2 separate regions of the Sus scrofa genome follow, and region 2 is linked to region 1. Evidence: chromatin contacts called from public Hi-C data. All regions are on one chromosome and are shown on one strand. The core of a region is the stretch at or near the end of the contact, and the rest is flanking DNA. Distances in the headings are between cores, read along the strand shown. Region 1 overlaps CAST (calpastatin). Region 2 holds the start of LIX1 (protein limb expression 1 homolog).

The links. Hi-C and Micro-C count contacts between places; a contact is called where the count stands out from the background.
Region 2: a Hi-C map of blood shows a contact between it and region 1, with 4 times the contacts expected there. The contact joins the promoter of LIX1 here to the enhancer-like site in region 1. A contact is called at or near these places in 5 of 5 promoter capture datasets (fetal liver, fetal skeletal muscle, liver and 1 more), 23 of 47 Hi-C or Micro-C datasets (adipocytes, alveolar macrophages, blood and 14 more) and 2 of 2 datasets of contacts at active chromatin or transcription factors (alveolar macrophages and skeletal muscle).

The regions. Positions count from the first base shown.
Region 1 is chr2:103,356,421-103,361,174 of Sscrofa11.1, reverse strand. It overlaps CAST (calpastatin), which reads right to left. Exons shown (of 31, transcript NM_214067.1): 23 at 4,315-4,365; 24 at 4,072-4,143; 25 at 2,357-2,452; 26 at 369-473. It overlaps LOC110259691 (a long non-coding RNA gene), which reads left to right. Exons shown (of 4, transcript XR_002342059.1): 4 at 3,982-4,754. Among named protein-coding and RNA genes, the nearest start is that of ERAP1, 56 kb to the left of the region's middle. Within about 2 kb of position 2,429, at least 7 of the 83 cell types and tissues checked have an H3K27ac peak or open chromatin away from gene starts, as enhancers often do.
Region 2 is chr2:103,799,207-103,803,960 of Sscrofa11.1, reverse strand. LIX1 (protein limb expression 1 homolog) reads left to right here and starts at 2,082. Exons shown (of 8, transcript XM_003123811.5): 1 at 2,082-4,754. RIOK2 (serine/threonine-protein kinase RIO2) reads left to right here. Exons shown (of 16, transcript XM_021085153.1): 15 at 1,630-1,669; 16 at 1,672-1,917. The coding sequence ends at 1,793.

The DNA of each region.
Region 1 (4,754 bases), core at 1,180-3,679:
TGCCATGACATTCACATAACTTGTCAACCCAAAAAACTGCACATATGTGTAACAGCTATATGATAATCTTACTTCCTGATAAAACCAAGAGAAGTTAAAGTGGGAAGAGAATAAAATTAAGACAGCAGAGCCATGCTCTTCCATCATCACAAACTCTGGTCTCACAAACAGGATGTCTGCCTGAATCTGAAACAGACATTATGGGGACCATGGAATAGGAAAAATATGAGACTGAAGTTATCCAACTGTTCACTGACTCCAGGCAGAGTCTGAGTGGTTTTTCCCCTTTGTGTGGAGAGTAGAGTATTCCATGCTTATCAAAAATTTTCACTTACTAATGACTTTTTTTTTTTTTTTTTTTTTTTTACCTTGACTTTATCCTCTATGGGCTTGTTCTCATCTGGGTCAGGCTGTCTTTGCCCCAGACTGTCAGAAAGCTGATCCAGGGCATCGTCAAGTTTTTTGTCATCACTCTGCTAAAAAGTAAATCTGAATTAGCAACTGGTTAACCAAATCAGGTCAACTGTTGGGAGTGGGGCCCCAACAACTGCCACTAAAACTTGCATAAGCTTATAGGGATGTTCACCAGGGAGGCGAGCAGAAGGCATTGGATCGGCCATCATGGGCTGTGCTCTTTCCCCCCATCTTTCACTCTCAGCACTTCTCTGCCCTCTACCCCACCCCTAGAAGTCTTTCTCCTCCAAGAAAATAAGTCCTTCCTAAAAAGATAGAGTTCTTGGCCTGATTTTCTAGAAAATATGTCTTACGATGCTTTCAGTATTGGTAACAATATGCTCCCAGCAAAGAAAATGTACATGAATTATGAGAGTTTCATTTACCCTTTGGTTCTCAAGTGTATTCATGTAAATGAAGTTTTATACCTAGTGTTAGTGATGTCTTTAAATATTAACTAAAACCAGATTCTGATGGAAAAAGTGATAGGAAAGGTGTCATTCTAAAACACCCTTGTGAAAGGAAATGAGGCTTTTGTTTTGTTTTCAGAGCCACACCCGTGGCATATGAAAGTTCCCAGGGTAGGGGTCAAATTAGAGCTACAACTACCAGCCTGTGCCACAGCCAAAGCAATGCAAGGTCTGACCCAAGTCTGCGACCTACACCACAGCCCACTGCAACACCAGATCCTTAACCCACTGAGCGACACCAGGGATCGAGTCTGCACCCTCATGGATACTAGTCAGATTCGTTTCCGCTGCACCACAACAGGAACTCCCAATAATGAGGCTTTTGATTATGGATGTTCACTAATAGCTTCATTCAGAGCAGGACCTAGAACCTGAATGTTAAGATCTAAAGTGTAAACCGCAGCCTGGTTATTTATGATTCTTCCTTTTCTGTCACAGGGACTTCTGTGATTGTGGTGTGTGTACATACACACAAGACACACAGAGGGCATTTTACCAGTTTTAAGTGCTTCATTAGAGCCCAGGATAAGAGCAGCTAACGGTGGTGCTACCCACCGCTGGGTCTGGGCTTTGTCATTTGTGCCTCTGGATATTTTCAGATGATCCGAAGGCTGACCCAACAGGATGAAAATTCTCTCAGAATCTCTGAGTTCAGCACTAAGTAAGCTTTGATGCAACATCAAAAGGAAAGACAGTATCTCTGACTTCACTGAGGCTACTTCATCTCCAGCTAGCAAACGAGGCGAGGCACTTATTCTCAACCAAAGGAGATGGGGATCTGGTTCAGGGCAACATCTTTATCTTTTGATGTGCCATGGTCTCCTGGATAATGTATAATTTGGTACCCCACAGAAAGCTAATCAAGGAAGTCTGGAAAAGCTTTAGTCTCACAGTCTTGCCTCAGAATGTGTAAATGATTAAGACAATATTGACACAGAGGGTTTTTTCTCTTCTTACCACGAAAATAACAAGTTTCCCTGGTGTGAATGGGAGGAAAACATGCTATTCCATGATGAGTTTGAGTCTGGGGTGTCGGGAGAGGCTCAAACACTGAGAAATTCCTTAAAATAAACTTGAGGTTAACTAACAGGTAGTATTTATATCATGTATCAGGAAAAATGTAAAGGAGGAGAACATTAATTATCAGGAAAGCCAAATGATTTTTTTTAAATCTAATAATTTGAATATATACACAACCACATTATTGTCCTTTCAATTCTAGTAAAGCAACCATAATATTAAGCTCCTTCACTGTATGTAAAATACTTTCATATACATTTATTTAATCAATTCAGATATTGTCATCTCCCTAACTTGCCAGTCTTAGCTCTTGTGAAACCAGAGGTGCCTGTTTTTCCTAACAATTGTGTCTATTTTCTTTCTTCTTTTTGTTGCTGCTGAGAAGCCAAATATTTATAAGATATGTTGCTTACCACAGTGTCAGGGGGTGGACCTGCAGAGTGGGTGGTTGGAGCTGAGGTTTGGGAAACCACTTCAGAGACGGCAGCTGAAAGTTTAGCATCTTCAAACTGCTTTTGGAGAAAAGTGTTTTCATCAGTAATATGTTGTATGCAAATTATGCCCACAATGCTCTCACTTAAATACAACTTTCAGTATAGCTCTCTGACTGTTATTCTTGTGATTCAAATGGAAGCATAGCCATACAGAATCTTAAGAGCCATTTTTATTCTTCTTCTTACTCCATAGCAATATTTTATGCAATTTCCTACCCCTATTCATTATTCTAAAGTTGTTCACTAAGCTAATGATTTAGAGTTTCAAGGTCTGTACATTTCCTGTTATACATTTAGGCTGCTGGCAGTTTTTTAGCTTTCTTTTTATAACTAGCTACTCTGAATAAGTTCTAGAAGTGGCTCTTTTTACAGTGCTAGTGATATTCTGCCAACTGCCCCCTCAAAGGTTGCTGGAAATTCATATCGCCACAGCAATGAATGGGCATGCCTGTTTCTCAGGGCCTTGCTTGCATGAATTAGGTATTTACTGCATATTTTAATTCTGATAAGGTATTAGGTATAAATTTATGTGGTACTTACTATTGCTTTAATACTTGGGATATGGTATGAGGTTTCAGTTTTATCTTTTTTTTTTGGTCTTTTTGCCATTTCTTGGGCTGCTCCCGCGGCATATAGAGGTTCCCAGGCTAGGGGTCGAATTGGAGCTGTAGCCACCGGCCTACACCAGAGCCACAGCAACTCGGGATCTGAACGGTATCTGGTATCTGCGACCTACACCACAGCGCATGGCAATGCCGGACCCTTAACCCACTGAGCAAGGCCAGGGATCGAACCCGCAACCTCATGGTTCCTAGTTGGATTCGTTAACCGCTGAGCCATGATGGGAACTCCCCATTTTTTACTTAATGTTAAATAGTATATTATTCCAGAATCTTTCTGGAAAAAAATGACTTCTTTTCTCACTTTAAAGATATACTCAATCTATCATTTATGTTCTTTCTGGATTTTTTCCCCATTGATTTGTGGCTTTGCTTTCTGAATCAGGACTGCATTTTTTATCATTACTGTATAATACATCCTGGTTTTTATTTGAGGTAGTCTTCCCTAAAAACAGTGAAAAATGCTTTTCAGTATTTTTTAATACTTTTATGCACTTATTTTTCAAATTCATTGGACAATTTAAAATTCTTTCATGGGTATACTTCGTAGAGTACTTGCTCATCGGTTCCACTGTGCTGGCCAGGGTTTCATGATTATGGAACACTTGGAACAGTGGTTTTTTTTTTTTTTTTTTAGGGCTACACCCATGGCATATGGAAGTTCCCAGGCTAGGGATCAAATCAGAGCTACAGTCATCTGCCTACGCCACAGCCATAGCAATGCAGGATCTGAGCTGTGTCTGTGACCTGCACCACAAGTCATGACAACACCAGATCCCCGACCCGCTGAGTGAGGTCAGGAATTGAACCCACATCCTCACGGATGTTAGCCAGCTTTGTTTTTGCTGTGCCACAATAGGAACTCCCTGGAACACATTTTTAATGGCTATGATGGGTTGAGGGCCATTAATTTTGTTTCCTCAGCTCCCACATCAGATTCTAAGTCCCAAGTTTCCATCTATTTCTGCTACTCTAAAACTAAGGAAATTAAACCAGGAATCTCCAAAGACTTACAAGAGATGAAGCGGCTGGGGGACCGGCAAAGTCCTGGGACAAAGCATCAAGGACGAAGTCTTCACTCAAGGGCTGCAAGAACCAGGACATGTATCAACAAACACCCCCTCACCAGCCTCCTCCTTAAAATGTCCCCACTGTTTCTGTGCTGATCAACTTATTAAACAGAAAGCTAGGCCTTTTCTGAATTAGTCATCAGGGTGAAAGGAGAAAGATCCACTCAGAGAAAACTGGCTTGCTCACCAGGACTGGTTCCTTGGGGTCTTTGTGCGGGAGAGTTTTTCCATCTTTGTCCTATGCAGGAGGAGAAGAAGAGGGCACAGAGTCACTCTGTGTGTATCCTAAGCGTGCACCTTGTAAACGTTTTAAGAAATTGACAGGCTCTACCTGATGATGTTGTACATTGTAAATTAGATCCATCATTTCAGGAAACAGACTCTCTCACCAGGAAATATGCTCTGATTAGCTCATGTCAACAAACAGCTGGCACACATCAGGCATTCTAAGCACGGGGCTGCGAACCCCAGAGCCCAAAGACTCATGTAGGCGAAGCATATGAGCAGCTAGTGTAGTGTGTGATGCATGAGGCTGTGACAATCTGCAGGACACTGAGGGAGCAAGAGGATGAACCCCTCACGGGCCTGGGGAATTGGCTTTGCACAAGTTGCCTGAAAAAAGCTGGT
Region 2 (4,754 bases), core at 833-3,332, 440 kb before region 1:
TCGGATTAGGAGGAATACATGCATAATAATACATTATTTCTTATTTTCTTTAGCTGCTGAATTTGATTGTCTTTTGGCTCACTGAAGTAAAGACCAAGGGAAAATTAAGTAGAATATTTAGAAAAGAAATTTTTTTTTTCTTGGAACTGTCATGGAGCCCTCTGTCTGAATCCACTCCTTGCACACACTCTACTATTGTCTCAGTTTCCTATCTGTTGGGTGCATCTTTCCTATTTCATCTCTTTTTCTTAACTATTTTACTGCTTTGGCTGTATGGAGTTTAGTAGTCATTTGAGTGAATTTTGAGGGGAATTTTATTACTAAAATGTCTTTTTATTCTGTCTTCACACTTGATTGAGAATTTAAGTGTTAGAGTTGTGGTTTGGAGATAATTTTCCTTCAGACTTCTGAAGTTATTTCTCCATAGTCTTGCTGTAATTGAGAAGATGCTGAGAAGATTTAGGTTTATGGTTTCCTACTAAGGTAGAAAGGCTGTGATAGTTTGTAGGCCAGTCACTCCTATGTTAAACTTTGAGCTAATCCTAATGCTTTCAGTACTGAAACTTCTGGGATACCAGCCAGGTCCTCATAAGATTCTGGCCCTTGGACGATCAGCCTCTGCAGGAACTTGAATTCTGATTCTTCTGTTCCCTTTCTCTTCTCCTACCTTTCCTCTCATTGAGAATCATTAGACTGAAAAAAGAGGGATCACTTATTAAAGCCCATTTACCTAAATGCTACGTAAAATAATCCAAAGTTTACATTTAACTTACGTGACCCAGAGTTATAGTCCAGGAAATACATTTGATAGACTAGTTTTTCTATCCCTTTTTATCTCTCAAATCCATTACTCTTTAATTTTTACCTTGACAAAATTTTAATAAATGATTCTTTGTGCTAGCATAGGATAGGGCCTGTTAAGAAGAGACCCTTGCTTCAACAGTTTCAGCACTTCTTTCTTTAGGAGACTGGTTGGATGATGGCAAGGTTATATTACAATTAAATAACAAGCTATAGTGATTCACAGGAAAGAAAAAAGTTATTGTGAATGGACTGGTCAGATTTTTCTTCATCTTGTAAATCATGTGAGATTAGCAGCCTATGTCTTGAGTGATAAGAGAGAACTTGAATTTATGGTTATTCACCATGTGAAAACATACTGTTTCTTCCAGAAACTATATGAGGACTTTTCTATGGGTAACTGTACCATCAGGGTCATTTCTACACAAGTTATGAAGGCACTCCTGCATATGTTTTGACCAGTAGTAAATGCTTTCAAACATAATTTTCCACTACAAAGTTTGGGGTTTTAGTTGGTGAGTTGGTTGGTTTTTCCTAGTTTTACCTATAGACACTAGGTGGCACTATGATGATTTGTTATTCAAAGAATTATCAACTACATACTATATTTTGCTAAAATCTATTTGTTAGGAATTTAATTCCTCCTGTTTTTGTAACAGTTGGTGTTTTATTTTATTGATGGTTCACATAGTACTGTCAATTTTTGGAATTTTAAAATATGCTTTTAACAGAAATTTGAAAAATATTAGCAATATAAATGTTTTATTGAATGTTTATACCTTGTCAAATGTCAATAATTAGTAATACTAATTCATGAAATATTTCTAGGAATTGGTGAAACAGAAGGTGAGACGTCAGTTGACAAAACAGCAAAATCAGCTGTCAGACGTCGATTGCAGAAAGGAGAAGCAAATATATTTACCAAGCAACGGAGAGAAAACATGCAGAATATTAAATCAAGCTTGGAAGCAGCTACCTTTTGGGGAGAGTAATATTATTCAAGATCTTGACTATTTTTCATTCAGCTACTCTGATCCCTTCTTAAGCCACCTTCAGTATTTTTTGGACCAAGACAGATACATATAAATAGATAAATAAACCCTCTTTCTTGATAAATTTGACTCATTCAATATATGTCTTCTAAAGAGTAACTAGAAATTCTGCTAAAGCAATCCAACTTTCCAAGTAATTTTTATTAGGAATATTTACATATTTAAAAGAATCTTAATATCACTGTTTTTGTTTTTTGTTCTCAAACAGGTATATTGCTTTGTTTCATATACCAGCTTTTCTTCTTAGAAACAACCTTAGCCAAGTCTTAATTCTTTCTCCCTCTCTCTTCCTTCTGGCTCATCAGCTTTCTCACTGTTAACATTGGATTTATAACCACTTTGTATCACTGTTTTGTTTGTTTGTTTATTTGGCCATACCCACAGGGTGTGGCAATTCCTGGACCAGAAATCAAACCTGCACTATACCAGTGACCTGAGCCACAGTGGTGACAGTGCTGGATCCTTAACTTGCTTCACCACCAGAAAATTCCTATAATGCTGTTTTGAGGATTGCGTGAGACAATGTGCAGAAAGCACTTTATAACAATGCCTGGCACTTTAAAGTGTAACTGTTGGAATGATAATTATAATGATGTTTATCTTTCTGAAAATCTCCAAACAACTTGGTTGCAGTTTATTTAGCCACTGGAAGAATTCACTGTCATCTGTTTTATTTAGTCTCTAGTATTAAGGATAAGCCAGTCATGCCTAATTTTATTTTCTGTTATTTAAATTGATAATGTTCATGGAATAGAAACTTTAAATAGTCCCACCATGATTTTTACAGTTGCTGTTTTTACAGTTTTGTAGCCTGACAGAAGTAGAAAAGTTAGAGGTGGGGAAAGGTAAAGAGATAAGAAGTGAAAAGTTCTTTCTGGTATTTTTAGTTGAGTAGGTCTTAAATATATCTCATGTCGAAATTAGCAAATAGAGTTGATCCTTGGACAATATGAGTTTGAACTGCAAGAGTCTAGTTATATATGGATGTTTTTCAGTAAATACATACTATAGTAAGTTTTGTGTGATCTCAGGTTGCCTGAATTTGCAGATGTGGGAGGACTGACTCTAAGGTTATAGGTGGATTTTTGACTTGGGGTGAGTGTCAGTGCTCTTGAATCCCACGTTTAAGGGTCAGCTGTACTCACTGAGAGCCAGAAAGAAAGACAATACATAAGACGTGGTTTCTTCCTCAAAGACTTTATAATCCAGTGAGATGTGATTAAGTATACCTCTCTGATGATACTCCAGTCTCATCAGCATGCCCATTATTTCAGAAAAGGGTATGTCACCTGCAGTGAAAAATGGCCACTAGATGGCATTGTCACCCCATCATCACCAAATAGGACTTTCTTGAATTACTTGGATCTGTGGTTACGATTGTCCAGGAGAAATAACAAATTCTTTTCCAAGATTGATAAAGCCAGCAGATTCCCTTTCACCTTTGTAAAATTAATTCTACTGGCCATTTGCAAGACCTATCTAATAAATTCATCTTAATGGTACAGATGCAGGAAAATGTCAAATCTAATCCCTTGAAAAGTACACTAATTTTCAAAGTATTTACATAATTTTGAATTTTAGGCATGTTTATGTCTTTCAATTCAGGTATTCACTTTTTGTAATCTGTCTACCTTAAAGCATTTTAATAATATAAAATAATGTTGAAAACAGCTTAGTAGAACCATAAGATGTTGATTTTGGAATACATTTTCTCATATTCAGAGTTTCAAAAGTAAATTGGAAATGAAACTGTATAACCTCACTCTGTGCAGCTTTGTTTGGTTGACTCAGTTCACCTTTGGGTATTTATTATATAAAAAACTTTATTATTTGAGGAACTCAGAGGGCAAATAAAAAATTCTTACCCTTAATATTCTAAGATTTCTTGTGAGTCACAGAACAAATTAGTCAGATGCACAAACCGGAACAAATTATTCTGGGTCCAATCACAATTATTTTTTAAAGATGTTTTTGAGTAGCCATCATTTAGAAAATAGAGGCTTTGCCTTATCAGACAGGATGTAACCCTCTCATTTTAAAACATGAATAGTAAGAAATTTTTTAATTTTTAAAATTTAGTTTTATTTGGTCGTGCCCCTAGCATGTGGAAGTTCCCAGGGCCAGGGATCAAACCTGTGCCACATCAGTGACAATGACAGATTCTTAACTGCTAGGCCACCAGAGAATTCCAGAAGGAAAAATTTAAAGTATACTACTAATGTAATAAAACTGTATTGTGACTCAAACATCCATTGAGTCTGGGAGTTTCAGATTTGAATCTTAGTTCTACCATGTCCCAAATCTTATGTACCTTCTGTGTCTTCTAACCTCACTTTAATTTGTAAATGAAGTCATTTAATGGAGCCTGTTGTAAAGATTAAATGAAATAACACCTGTAAGCCTGGCACAGTGTCTGATACATACCACAGTGGTCCCTCAGTATCCCGTGGGTATTCATTCCAACAACTTTGTGGGTATAAAAGTCCTGTCATGTTCAAGTCCTTTATATTATTATACTATTTTTTGTGGAAAAGTGGGCCCTCCCTGCTCAGGGGTTCTGCATATAAGGATATGGAGGGCTGCCTGTTCATGTTTATTTGGTCAAGTGACATAAGGCTACCTTTTCCCAAGTGTTTTAACTATAAGTTTATCATGATGCACAGATACTTTGCTTGCAGCCTTACATTATCTACTTACTGTTCCTGTGAAATAGGCTTTTCCTATAAGATAGGCAATTTATACTTGTGCTAACGTTGGTAACCATTGATTTGTTCTTTGTCACACAAATGTCAGAGGATACTAAGTGGAAGGTTAGTGCAGCTCAAGATAATCACTCTCTTAGATAAATGCTCAGCATATTTTCTGACAAAACACATAGCTGTCTAATTAAAAAAACTCAGC